Linked DNA regions of Macaca mulatta: region 1 is linked to region 2. A link is a contact called in public Hi-C data. All regions are on one chromosome and are shown on one strand. Each heading gives the region's core, a stretch centred on a gene start, on an enhancer-like site or on the middle of the called end of the contact. The rest is flanking DNA. Distances are from core to core; before and after follow the strand shown.

The links. A called contact is a pair of places that touch in the nucleus more often than the background predicts.
Region 1: a Hi-C map of CD4 T cells shows a contact between it and region 2, with 4 times the contacts expected there. The contact joins the promoter of COPS9 here to the promoter of NDUFA10 in region 2. A contact is called at or near these places in 2 of 14 Hi-C or Micro-C datasets (CD4 T cells and fetal cortex germinal zone).

What each region holds. Positions count from the first base shown.
Region 1 is chr12:145,361,648-145,368,282 of T2T-MMU8v2.0, forward strand. COPS9 (COP9 signalosome subunit 9) reads right to left here and starts at 4,244. Exons shown (of 3, transcript XM_001088471.5): 1 at 4,104-4,244; 2 at 1,816-1,888. The coding sequence starts at 4,229.
Region 2 is chr12:145,270,277-145,277,200 of T2T-MMU8v2.0, forward strand. NDUFA10 (NADH:ubiquinone oxidoreductase subunit A10) reads right to left here and starts at 4,676. Exons shown (of 10, transcript XM_015111498.3): 1 at 4,571-4,676; 2 at 1,534-1,702; 3 at 565-780. The coding sequence starts at 4,645.

The DNA.
Region 1 (6,635 bases), core at 2,994-5,493, 91 kb after region 2:
GCTGTGCTCCCGGAAATAATACCGTCCACGCTTTGCCAGGGCTCTCGTCACAGTCCAGCCCCTGCCTGCTGACTTGTCTGAACCCACAATTTTGTAAGACACGGCGAGGGAAGGGAGTCTCGTTCATGGCTAGAACCCCGGTGCCCAGGGGATAACTGCCCAGCAAAACCCATCTGTTTGATGAGTAAAAAGGACTCAGCAGAAGCCCCATCCACAGCCTACAGGTCTCTCAAAGTAAATGGCTCCTTGAACACATGGGGTTGTCACAACCTGACGGGACAGTGAGTGCTTTGTGAACTCAGTGGGTGGGCAGGCAGGGGACACAGAGCTCTCCCGTGTTCCCTCCCTGACCAGCCGTGGCTCAAAGGTAGACACACGCCCACAATGCTCAGGCTGCTGGGCACTCACCTGACGGGTCAGGCCTGGGTCCCTCTCAGAGATGCTTTCCTGTCAGGATTCAGGGACTGACTCTGGAAGCCATGTGAACTCAAACACTAGAACACAGCAGTCGCCTCTCACCAATGGGCTGGCAGAGGATAAATGGGACTTTGAAGGAGATCATCAAAATGCAAGTGCATGGTGCCAGTATTAGCCACTGCCCAATCCTGCCCACGTGAAGAAGCTTCAAAGTCGCCCTGGTGAGCTGGTGTTTTCGCAGAGCAGCTCTGGAGAGCACTCCGCAGTTTTGCACAATTTGTTCCCTCTGAAGGCAACACCCTTCTCCCATCTCACTCTGGCATAAAGAATTGAAAGAAATGCTATTCAGTCCTCCAGACTCGTCTCAAATGTCACCTGCCCCAGTTCTGACTCCAGTTGGTAGCAGCAAGAATGCTGCCTCAGGGGCATGGCCAGGCACCCTGGGAAACCCTGCACCCCAACTCAGCAGCTTGGCTGCTCCCCTCAGGCAATGGCTGGCTGACAGTCAGCCTGATAAAGCAGCAGGGACTCAGGATGGCAGGGGGTCTCCGGTAAGTTAGAAACCGATGTGGTAAGGTCACATCCTAGCTGTTAACTGGTAACAAGAGCTTTCTGTAGAGGCCAGCACCATGGGTTAAAACAGGATGGAAAATGCCACCTCACTCTCTGGGGTGAGAAACCTATCTTGTTTATTATTTGAACGCTTAGTAAATGTTAATATGAACTAGAGGAACAAGGCCTGAAGAAATCAGAAGAGAATGAGAGAAATATCCCCTCTAGCAGGTCAGAAGATCTTACAGAAAGTTTGCTTTTCATTGTTTATTTGGTTTACCAATGTTTTATTTGGTTTATCCATGTTTTTGGTAACTAGCACTGAAGCCCTTAAATCAAGAGGGAAACGCATCCTGCGTCCTGATTTCAGAGCTGGGCAAGAGCTGGAGTGTGGCTGTCCCTCTGCAAAGGCAGCTGAGGGTACGAGAACCCAGGCAGGCAAACACAGGTGGGCTGGGAGAGGAAAGGAAACCGGCTGCCCGGAGAGGAGAGAGACAGGGAGCCAGACAGGGTTCCTATGGCCGTGTCTGGGGCAAGGGGCCAGACCCAGCTACAGTCTGAGGTGTCTGCAGGCACGTGTAACACACATGCCAGAGCTCAAACTCAACTACTGGGCTGCAAGCTGGGAACAATTTTATGCTACTTTTCTCCTGAAAAAGAAGGCTGCCTGCCAGGGGCCGCAGCCCACGTCATGGCTCCATAGAGGCTGCACTGCATTCCGAGAGGAGCGCAGGGGCTCTACCCCCTTATGACCCAAATTATTCATGTCACCAAGTTGCTTCACTGCCTTAACCTACAGAAGAAATATTCAGATTAAATCTGGCATCCCATTCCAAGCATCCTTACCATTAAAAAAGTCTGCATGAACGGCCTTTTCATTGGCTGCCAAGTCCATCAAGAGCCCGGTGCTGCCTCCCGCCTGGGGAATGGAAAGGCAAAATTATGTCAGCTGCGTTTTCCAAAAGAACAGGTGATAAGTACATTGCAGTGTCCGCCACCCCCACAGAAAAGGAAGATGGGTGAGGGGAAACAGGCTCAAGCTGAGTCAACATTTTAGTTCCAGATAAAGGAATATGTATGGGCGGAGGGGGAGGGAGAAATTCAAAGGAATGATTTTTAAGGTCTCTCAAGGGCTTCTGTTCCTTGATTCCTCTCTGCTGTTAAAAATTAGAAACCTACCACTGCTCTAAGCACCACTACTTCTCTGTAACCTTCGAGGAGAGGTTTCCAATCCTCCCCGGACATTGCCACAGAGGCCACAAACACGCAAAACTGAGCCCATCAACTCCGCTCAGGATCCCTTCCCGCTCTCTTCTGGGAATGAAACCACTTCCCAGAGGAAACTGACCTGCTCTGCCTCTGAGGTTCTGGTGCCGGCTGCCATCATGGACCGTCCACTGCCACAACTCCATGGCAGTGGAAAAACCATGTCACAACCCAAGCTGGGCAATCTGAAGCCCTCAGGATTTTGGATCCTGTTTAGAGTCACCTGGTGACAGTGGGAGCAGATTCCTCTGACAGCAGCACCCTGGACAGCTGGCCACAGGTCCTGCTGCTGCCCTGGCCCCAGCATTCACAAGGCCACTTGCTCAACCTTGCCCTCATCCCCACGTAGCTGCATGCCCTTGTTCCCTTTCACAGACACTCTCAGAAAAGCCAGAATGCTCAGCCTCCTCCCCTGGCTTCTCAGCCTCCCTCCCTGTCCCCAACACCACAGTAAGCCTCCCACATTCTACCACTTAAACACTGGGCTGAGCTTGTCCCTACCTCCATCTGCCTCATTCACACCCTCTTCGACTGTCCTGTTCTCCCTGCTACCATTTTTCTACCCTCTCATCCCTAAATGCCGCCACCCTACAGAGCAAGTCAGAGCCTCTCACTCCCCACTGTAAAGCTCTCAAGTGGCTCCACATCGCCTAGGGCTGTGACTTTAAAACAGGACTGAGAGGCCTGGGTTTAGTGGAAGTGCTTCAGGAGTGGGGTGCACAGAGCCACCCTCTTACCGTGATTCCAGATGGTTTCATGATCTGGTCCCTGCCCACTGTCTCCCCTCTCTCTGGCACTGCACGCTCAACCATGTTAAACGACATGAGCCAGTGGGCATCCCCCCAACCCAGGACTCTGCTCCTGCCGGGCCTTCATCCCCGCCTACCTGGCAAAAACCATTGTGTCCCCCAGCATTGAGCCACAGAGTCGACTCCTCAGCTGCACCTTTGCTGAGCCCCCTCAAAGCCCTGAGGGCCCATCCGTTGGTGTGTCTTCGGCTTTCTATGACACCTGGTGTTTGCAATCAGCCTCTCTGCCATGTTATTACCTCCACAGGCACAAGGGCTGCCTCTGACCACCTCTGTACCCCCTAAGCTTTGAGAAAGAGGACATGAGGCCCTGACATGCAGGAGCTGGCCTACCACTCCGAGCTAGGCTGTGGTGCTTTCTTGCTGACCATAAACCATCTCAGAACATCAGCTCACATCAGACAAGGTCACTCTGTGAACACAACAGAGACCAAAAAAATCCCAAGACGACTGTATAATCCTGTATAATTAAAAAGAAGAACGAGGCCACTACACAAAGCACATAAATGCCAGACATCCCCCTTTTCCACTACGACAAGAATGACGGCTGCTCCAGTCTTCCCTCATTCTAGTTCAGTTTAAGAAGCCCAGTCGGAAAATTACCCTCGTTTCCAAGGCACAGCAAAGCCCACTTTCTTTCCCCAAATCCCCGAACACTAGCTCAAATCCCACACGAAGTGAGTCCCCACCCGCGCTACGGAGACCCACCGCGGGCCCCCACTGGGTGCTGCCGCCATCGAACAGCAGCAAACGCAACTCCTCTGACCACGAGTGTGTTCCCGGGGGCCGTGGGGGAACCCAGCAGGCACTCAACCCTCAGGCTGCGCCTCCTGGTCCCCCGGGCTAGGGCACACACTTCCCGCCGCCGTCGGTGGCCGCCTTTCACCAGAAGCTCGGAGAAGCCGGGATTTGCTCTCCGCGGGGCAGGGAGCCTGGGAGCCGCGCCCATTGCCCACCCGCCCGGCCTCCCCTCCCCGGGACCCGCGCACCAGGACGCCGCCCTTCCGCTCCCCCTTCCCCGCTCCCCACGCTCGGAGACTCCCGCCGGGCCCGTGTCACCTCGTCCAGGTCCACGTAAGGCCCGGCGCCCTCAGGGAACATCTCGTCCACCGCCGGCTTCATCTCGGGCCCGCGGCGCTCTAGGCCCACTTCCGGCCGCAGGGCCGCTTCCGGCGCGCGCCACATGGCAGCTCTAGACGCCGGAGGACCGCGCCTCTGTGGTGCCCGCCTGCCCGCCCGCGGTCAGCGGTCTCGCATCCGGGGTGCTCGGGGCCGCTCGTGCGTCCGCGGCCACCGGCGTCTGTCTTTGCGCTGGCGAGGGCGGGCGTCTGCAACGCCTCTGAGGGGCGGCCGGGCGGCCACGGAGAGAAAAGGCCGCCAGCAATGGGAGCAGTGCCTGCCGAGCACGCCTCCGACAAGGGGCCAGATCCAGAATAAAGAGGGAGCCTCAGACTCAGCCGCAGGGACGGCCGGGTTCACAGGAGCCCAGGGCCTGACCTTCAGACGTTTGTCTGGAGAAGACACACTCGCGGCCAGTGAGCAGATGAAAAGGTGCAAGCAAACCAGGGCCCCGCCGAGGGGCCGCTGCACCCCTGGGACGCCCAGAGTCAAAAAACAGCAAAACGGGTGGAAGGGTGGGGAGTGAGACGCGGCAGCCGGGGCGGGAGACAGGGAGGCAGGTCCCAGAAAATCAAACACGGACGCCCACGTGGCCCAGCACTCCCCTTCCGGGCACAAGCCCAGAGGACGGAAAGCAGAGGCTCCAAGGGGCGTCTGTACCCCACGCTCACAGCAGCATTATTTATAATAAATGAAAAAGAGGAGCGTCCCCCACTGTCCCTGCCCATTGATGGATACGTGCATAAGCAAATGTGGTCCGCGCACACTGTGGAACATTACTCAGCCTTTAAAAGGAAGGGAATGCAGACACCTGCTGCCACGCGCGTGAACGTTGAGGACGCTCTGCCGAGGGAAACAAGCCAGTCCTAAGACAAACACCGCGTGATTCCACTCAGCAGAGGCCCCTAGAGGAGTCAAAGTCACAGAGACAGAAAGTAGAAGGGAGGTTGTTAGGGTCCGGGGAAGGGGAAATGGGGAGTTTGTGTTTAGTGGGGACAGAGTTTCAGCCTTGAAAGATGAAAAAGGTCAGTAGACGGCTGATGGTGATGGCTGCACAGTCCCGTGAATGTGCTTAATGCCCTTAAATGTGGTTAAGATGGAAAGGAATGTGACAGAAAAGCGAGGGAAAGGAGAAGGAAAGGGGAAAGAGGAGGGAGAAGGTTGGAGGAAGGGAGGGAGAGAGGAAGAACAGGGAAGGGAAGGAGAGAAGCAAGAGGTCCTGCAACGAGACTTTGCCAAAGGTTCTTTGCCTAACCAGACTTCGGTGGCCTCCTAACCTCCTCCCAGGCCCATCTGTGCACGGCATTGTCAGGTTCAGTTTTCGCAGAGAGCCCTGCTAAGTTGGTTTAGCCAGAGCCCTCCACCCTGGATATTGGATCAGGTTCCTGGTCCCTAGCATCCCCAGGATGTCTGATCGCCCAGGCCTGTCTTCAGCGAGAGCCCTGTGGGGTCTGCGGAGCCAGCGTCCCCTTCCCGCACTGTGTTCCTCCTAGTCATTTTCCACCCCCAACCCCACCTGCTCCTCAGCCGCAAACAGCACTGCCTGTGCTGTTCGGAGCTGAGCCTGGTCTCCCTCCCCCACTGCAAGATCCCGTTGCAGTGGTCCCCACACCTGTCTCCAGGGTTCAGCACAACTTCTGAAAATTTCTAGTAAGTTTTCCTCAACAGGCCTTAAAGGAGGTGGGTTTGGGGGTTAGGCTGCAGAGAAGGGGGGGCGGCATGGAGGAGGATAGTTCCAGGGACAGGAATTGAGCTGAAATGTGAGGGGTGAGGGTGTGGCCTGAAAAGGGTCCGCCTGGCCTGAGTGGACAGTGTGGGATGCAGGGAGAAGCAGGCAGTGGGCATCCCGTGAGCCTCATGCCATGCCAAAGTGCGTCACTCTGAAAGACCCAAGTGAAAGTCAGTCCGATGGAACAGGGGCTTGGCAGTGACCAAGAGGAGTGGCCCATTAAGTCAAGGTCTTTCCTAGCTAAGGGTTGGAGCCGTGGGTCTCCACGGTCTGTTTGTATACCCTACAGGGATGGGGAGCTCACCACCTGTGCAGAGGCCATCCCATTGCTGGAGGCCCACCCCTGAGATGCCATCATGCTGCCTGCCCAGCCTTCCGGTGCCCCAGGGTGCCCAGGTGAAGCCCCCTTCCTCCCAGCATCCTCAAAACCTAGAGCCGTCCCTGGAAGACGGAGCCTGCCCAGGCCCCGCTGTCCCTGACTGATGACAGATACAGACGGGGTTTCTCACTTCCATGTCCTGCTGCCTCCTGGGTCCTCCTCCCAGGGGAGTGTCGTGGTGTGGAGTCAGCCGAGCCCTGACTGTGGGTTTGCCTGTTGCCCAGCTTAGTGGCCCAGAGCGAGGGTGCCTGGACTGGAGTCTAGCTCCCCCTTAACCAGCTGTGTGACCTTAACAAATCAGGCAGTGGCCTCTTGTCTCTGCCTCAGTTTCCTCACCTGTAATCTGGGGGAACTGCAGCACCCC
Region 2 (6,924 bases), core at 3,426-5,925:
CATTTCCTTCCTGTTTGGACATCTTCAAGGGAAGCATCCTCTCCTCCTGCACTGGCCTATGGGACTCTGCGTGTTCTCCCTACCCCCGTCATCTTATCAAGGTTAACGTCTACCTTGTGGCTTTATGGTGAATTCCAGCCTATCTCTGGGCCCTCCAGAACAACCCTATTTTGTTGGCATCCACATCTCTGTCTGTATGGCACATGCACAATCTTCATAAGTGTGATCCCATTTCCTCCTGGACACTTCTATGCTCTCTTTTCCCCTTTGTTTTGACACATTTCATATATAAATGAATATGTAAGTATAGAAGCCTAAAGCAGTGCCTTGAGAATTCTATACAATCCATAAATCTCACTCCAGTATCCACAGTGAAATAGCATTAAATTAATTCTGAAGCAAAAATAACACAATCTCAAGAAATTCATGATCTTGTTGGAAAGACAGAGCTTACTTCATCAAACACCCTTAAAGGAAAGCTCGACTCAGTGGCAATTTAACGTGGCTGAATTCTAGAACAGCATTCAAGTACAGAACAAGTCTAACTGCCCAGAAATACTGCACCTGTCGTCAGCAAGTGCTCCAAGGCATCCGAGTACTGCAGGAGGCGACTGCTGTACAACCAGGACTGCAGGCGGTAACTGTGGCCATCATTGCTTCTCGGATCATCATAAAATTTCTCCAAACTAATATTGCCACTATAGTCTTCGGCGAGGGGCTTCCCATCTCCTGTGGTACTGTCTACATAATGAATCCCCGCTTCAGGAAAGTGCTTGAAGCCTGAAAAGAGAAACAATCGATGCAGTCTCACGTACATCACTCACTTCCCGCAGGGAGCAGTGTGGCCTAGCCAAAACACACAGCCTGCCCGATTATCACCACCAGGGATGGCGTCAAAGACCTAGAGAAAGTCACCTTCATGCCTGGGTTTCATCATGTATGAAGGGAATACACAACATATACGAGCAAGCATGTGAGCGAAGGAGCTTGCACCGTGCCCTTATCCAGGTTCCTCCTGAAAGCACTGCTCCCTGTAACCACAGGAGCCCCCTCTAGCGGGCAGCTGCTGTCATGCAGGTGCTACAGAAAGGTACGAGGGACACACAGCTGCACCAGGAGTCCGGAAGGGGCTCTAACCTTGGCTGTGGGACCCAGCTATGTGGCAGCCGCTCACTTAGGAGTATACCCATCTGTGAGTGAGTACCATCCTCAGCTCTATTTCAGAGGCTGTCGCAAAGTTCAAACACAACAGTTTACGTGGAAGTGCCCTGCTTACACTGTCCACATAAAATTCCAATTCAAACTGACAACCATCATGGATTTTTACAAATTTTCCAAACACAAAAGATTAAAAACAGCTTTTTCTTGTTTTATAAAACAGCTTTTTCAATAAACAAAAATGTGAAATACCCATCTTAGGTCCAATTATTAAACATTTAATATTATTTAATATTAATATTGAAGAAACACCAGTGAAATAAGCAACCATATATCTGAGAAAAACGTATCATTCTGTATAACATAAAATCGTACCTAGTTTCTCTGCTACTTCTTTTGCAAGTCTGCCTTTTCCGGTACATATATTGCCATCTACAGTTATCACCTTGCTGTGCTCTGTCATTCTTGTGCTTGTTTTATCCCCAAATAGGAAACGCCACATTCCATAGTGCAGCTTGCACTGCACACTGCTATGAATTCCTCTCTGAAAAACACAAAATCACACAGCAGCACGTTGTGACCACTCTGGTTCCTGTAGGCATTAGCAATTATTAGGTAAAAATACTGAGAAATCTCTTGGTGATAAAAATGCCAACATCTACATCTTTATTGCCTATTAATTTGTTTAATTAGCTGTCTATCCCCCACCACTCTGTACATGCAAGTTTCATTAAGGGCAGATATATTGTCTGTTTGTTCACTGCTAAATCCTCAGGCCCTGGAACAGTGTCTGAAATTTTTATTAAATATGTTTACTATGTTCAATAAAAATTGGAGGGAGGGAGGGAGGGGGGATGGATGGATGGATGGGTGGATGGATGGACAGATGGACGGACGGACGGAAGGAAGAAAGACAGGGATGGAGGGGAGCTTGGGAGTGAAGGGAAGGGAATAAAAAATATTTCTCTAATCCAAGCTTCTGTCCCCAGCTCCTGACCTAGTTACTCCACTGCCTATTAAACAGCTCCACCTAGATGTCCTGAAGGCACCTGAAGGTAACACAGCTAAGGTGAAAAGCCCCCAAATCTGCTTTCCCTCACAGCAGGGAATATCCACTACCTAACAAGCAAGAGAGAGCAAATTTGAGTGACACCTTCCTTCAACTGCAGAATTACGCACAAAATCCTAACTCTTCAAACTCTTTGGACACTGCATCACCTCCCTATGCTATGTGCTGACTCTGTAGACATCCTCACACCTCTCATCTATAAGGCAAAGACCTGCTTCAACTCCTGTCTCCAGCGTCCCAATTTATTCTCCACGCTAAAACCAAAACAATCCTTCCAAAAAAAGAAAAAAAAACATAACCAAAAGTAAAATAAACTGAAAAAGTTCAACACGTATGATGGGATAATAGCCTTACCATATACAGAGATTGTATAGCACAAGAAGCAAAACAAAGAATAAAAACACATAGCTTATTTTAAAATTATAAAATACAGCTAAAAACCACATGAAAAAGTGGTTAATCTTGCTACAAAAAAAACAAAAGACTATCATCAAGAGACATTAGTTTTTCATGTATCAAAATGAGAAATAATTTTTAAAATGATTACAGAGTTAGGACAACACAATGAGTACCATCCTAAACTGCTAATGGTAATGAAACCTAGAGGACACTGGGTCTACAGCATTAGGAATCCATTCAAAGGCTATATACATAAGACTGACCTATAAGGATGCTCAATGAAGTATGATATGGAACATCAAAAATGCAAACAGAAACCCTTAAATGTCCGACAACGAAGGAATAGTTAAAAAAAATGTAAGGCATATCCATATTACGGAATACTAAGTACTCAAGAAAATATAAAAATATTAAAATACTTCTTTGTGAAATTTAAATAAAACAGGAGAATATAAAATATCAAGATATTTTTCGATCTTGATTTATTTGATAACTGAAGAGTAAGGAAGAAACAAGTTACAAAACAATGCAGAGCAGACAACCCAATTTAAAAATGGGCAAAAGATGTGAACACCTCTCGCAAATGAAATTAACTCAGATAGCAAATAAGCATATGAAAAGATGCTGAACACTGTATGTCATGAGATATTCCAAAGTTAAAACAAGATACCACTACGCATCTATCAGAATGGATAGCAATCCAAAGTAACGGACAGCCCCGCACGTTGGCAAGATGCAGAGCAACAAGGAGAGCCTTCACTGCTGGTGGGAGTCAAATGGCACAGTCACTCTGGAAGATGGCTTGGCACCTGCTTAGAAAACTAGTCTTACTACATGATCCGGTAATCACTCTTCCAGGTATTACCCAACTGATATAAAAATGTGTTTCCAAAAACAATCTGCACATACATGATTACAGCAGCTTTATTCATAATTGCCAAAAACTTGAAGCAACCAAGATGCCCTTCAATTGCTGAATGGATTAACTGAAATACATCCATGCAATGAGATATTATTCAGTGATTAAAAAGAAATGAGTTATCAAGCCACGAAGACATAAGTGAATCTTACACAGATACTTCCAAGTATTCAAGGCGTCTGAAAAGGCAATATATTGTATAATTCTAATTATATGACATTCCACAAAAGGCAACTATGGAAATGGTAATGATACCTGTGGTTGTCAGGGGTTCGAGGAAAAGAAGGGTTTAATAGGTAAAGCAGAGGCGAATTTTTTAAGGCAGGGAAGCTACTCTGTATGAACCTATAACAGTGGCGACATGCCATCATACACTTGTCAGAACCCATAGAACCTTATAGCACAAAGAAAAAAATCCATAGAACCTTATAGCACAAAGAATGCATGCAATGTATGCACATTTTTGAAAACTCATTAGGTAGAAGGATCCCAGGATGTAAAGCAGAGTATGACAAAGCAATCCAACTGTGTTACAAATGTATGAAACAATTTCACTGAAAAAGGCGGGGGCAAACTGCTAAGAAATGAGTAGTCAGTAAGAGTAAAGGCAGAAGGAAGAGAACACAAGCACTGGACTCCGTTTCTGCTCAACATCGCATCACCCCAGCACCTAGCAGGGCCCGACCTTTAAATGGCTCTTGACAGGGCTGCTACGTGAATTATCGAATGACAAGCGCGCGTGCCCCCGGCCTGCCACCCGCACACTGGCCTCCCGCATCAGGGCAGCCTCCGGGCGATCACCTCCGCGCTCCAGCGTTTTGCTTAAAGCTGAGATAAAATGGCCTGCAGAAGCTCGTGGCCCCCCTGAAGTCTGTCCACGACCAAAGACCAAACAATTCCGGAGGCCGGAGGGGTCCCCCAAACCCACCCCGAGAGCGACCCTGGGAGCCGCCGCCAGAGGCCGGGTGAGATGTGGAACTGCCCCCCTCCCCCACCTCGCCCGCCGCCGCCCGCTGCCCGCTCACCACGCGCTGGGCGCCCGCCGCCAGGACCCGGACGGACGCGGTCGTCGGGGCCAGTTTCAGGAGCCGGAAGGCCATGGCTACCCCGTCAGCTCAGGCTCAAGGACCCAAGGGGACGCGGTCGCGGCGGGGCCCTTTCCTGCGGCAGGCGCGCTGCCGTGACGTCACGGCTGGGGTGCCCGCGGCGCCTGTCGGGAACCTTCTAGCGGCGCGTCCGGGCGGTGCTGCGCCGAGGCCCTCGGGGGCTTCCGCGGAGATCGCCAGCGGGCTGCCGGGGGTCCTGCGGGTTGGGCTGAGGGCTGAGAGGCGGGGGTTGGAGGTGAGGGTGGGGGCAGCAGGCTCGCTGCCCGGCCCCTGCCTAGGTTCTGAGTTGCTGCAGTGTCGGGAGAGCTGAGGCAGCCCCGGGCGTGGAGCGACCTCTGCGTCTCAGGGTCCTGCGTCCCAGGGTCCTGTGCTCCCCGCGTCCCCGAATCCCGCAGGCGCGGTGTGGACGTCAAAGCGACCTCCTAGAGAACGTTCCTAGCTCTCAGAACGTTCTAGCTGGGGAGGGAAACGGGGAAAGCGGGGCGAGGAGCGGAGGGACGGGGTGGAACCTCTGCCGCGGGGCGCCAGTCCGGGACAGGGACCTGGCAAGGACGGCCTGGGTCGCCTCTGGGGCTGAAGGCTGAGTGGTCTCATCCAGGGGACCTGCTGTGAACACATTGAATAGAGGGGAAAACAAACGGAAAAGCACACGCTCCAAGTCCATCTCTTAAACCTGTGCTCCCGTCAGGACCTGGGCTCTGGGCTCCACGTAGGAACCTTGCGTGTGAGGTTTCCTTCCAAGTACGCCTCCTGTTTGGAAGGGTTTTTATGATCTTTTGTGTTCCTCGGGCTTTTTGTTCTTAACCCCTGAAATATTCTTTAACTTTGTTTTCAACTTTTCAGAAATGATCATGCGATTGTAAAACAGTGGGAATGCGGCTGTGTAAACTAAGGCCGGTTGTATGGATGTTTCCATAATTGAAGAATTGCTTTTTGTCAGAAATACGGATTCCCCGTCCCCAACGCAGGGGGGGGGCCTGGTTTTCAGATCCTGGAGGGACCTTGAAATCCATTTAACAATCTTCCAACCAATTCTGATGCAAATAGTCCACATGAGAGAAATACTGGTCTAGACTCTGTTTTCCGTGAGCAGGGACCACGTCCACATCCTTCGCTGTGCCCCCAGCCCCATGCAAAGCTCCTGACACATCACATATGCCACAAAGAAAGTTGTATGAACACACATACAACTGGAGGGTGTAACCAGACAGCCCTGAATCCTCCAGCCCCACTGAGTCACAGCTTATAATCTTCAAATAGAAGGACTCAAGGCCTCCCTTCACATCTCCATATCTCTAGAAAGCCCAGCATCTTTTTCGGTGTTTCTGAGAATTCTGGGAAATGAATGGGGGATGGCGGGGACGTTTTCAGATTTTTCTCATCAGCTTTACCCCAGGTGAAGACACGCCTTTATCTTATTTTCTAAGGTAAGATTCTAGTGTTTCACCTTTTACTGATGGTATAAGAAAAGGAGAGAGATCACCATAGGAAACAATATAAAATTAAATAATTACCGGACGTCGCCGTCCTAAAGCTTCTTTTGAACATTTGGTATTATTTATTACCTACCATTATATTTTGGAAATTGGCTCCCCGTGTCAGGCACTTCTGACACTGCCTTCTCCCTGGACATACTCATCGGGAGCTGGATTCCAGGGCCTCAGGACTGAAGGAGATAAAATCCATGGAGGCGGGGCTTCTGGTTGATGGTGCCTGGCTCACCTGGTGGTGGTGGAGGGCTCGTCAATCCAGAGGAACAAGGAGCCCCGCTGGGCAGCAAATCCTACACCCAGCAAAACGATTCTTTGGTGGGTGGGGGGGATGAGAGAAACGAAGGCATTCTCAGGTGATGAAAAATCTAAGAGACTTTGTTTCCAGTGAGCTCTTCCCCCCTTTAAAGTTTGGCTAAAGGAAGCTTTCAAACAGAAAGTAACACAAGAACGCTGGGGCCTTCAGAAGGAAGGAAGAACAACAGAATAGGTAAAATAGAAAAATATAGTAAACGATCCCTCACTGAGTTTTTAAAATTATATTTGGTGGTTAAAACAAAAATCATAACATCGTCGATGTAGTGCTTACTGCACATACAGGAAATACGACCATCACTATATAAAAAATGGGGAGGGTAAAAGCACCTACATGAAAGAATTCTGTGATACTCCCCTTGAAGCAGTAAAACATCCACACAAATAGGTTGTGAGAAGTTACATCTGTGTGCTGTGATACCTAGAGCAACCACTACAAAAACTATACCTAATGATATTTCCCAAGAC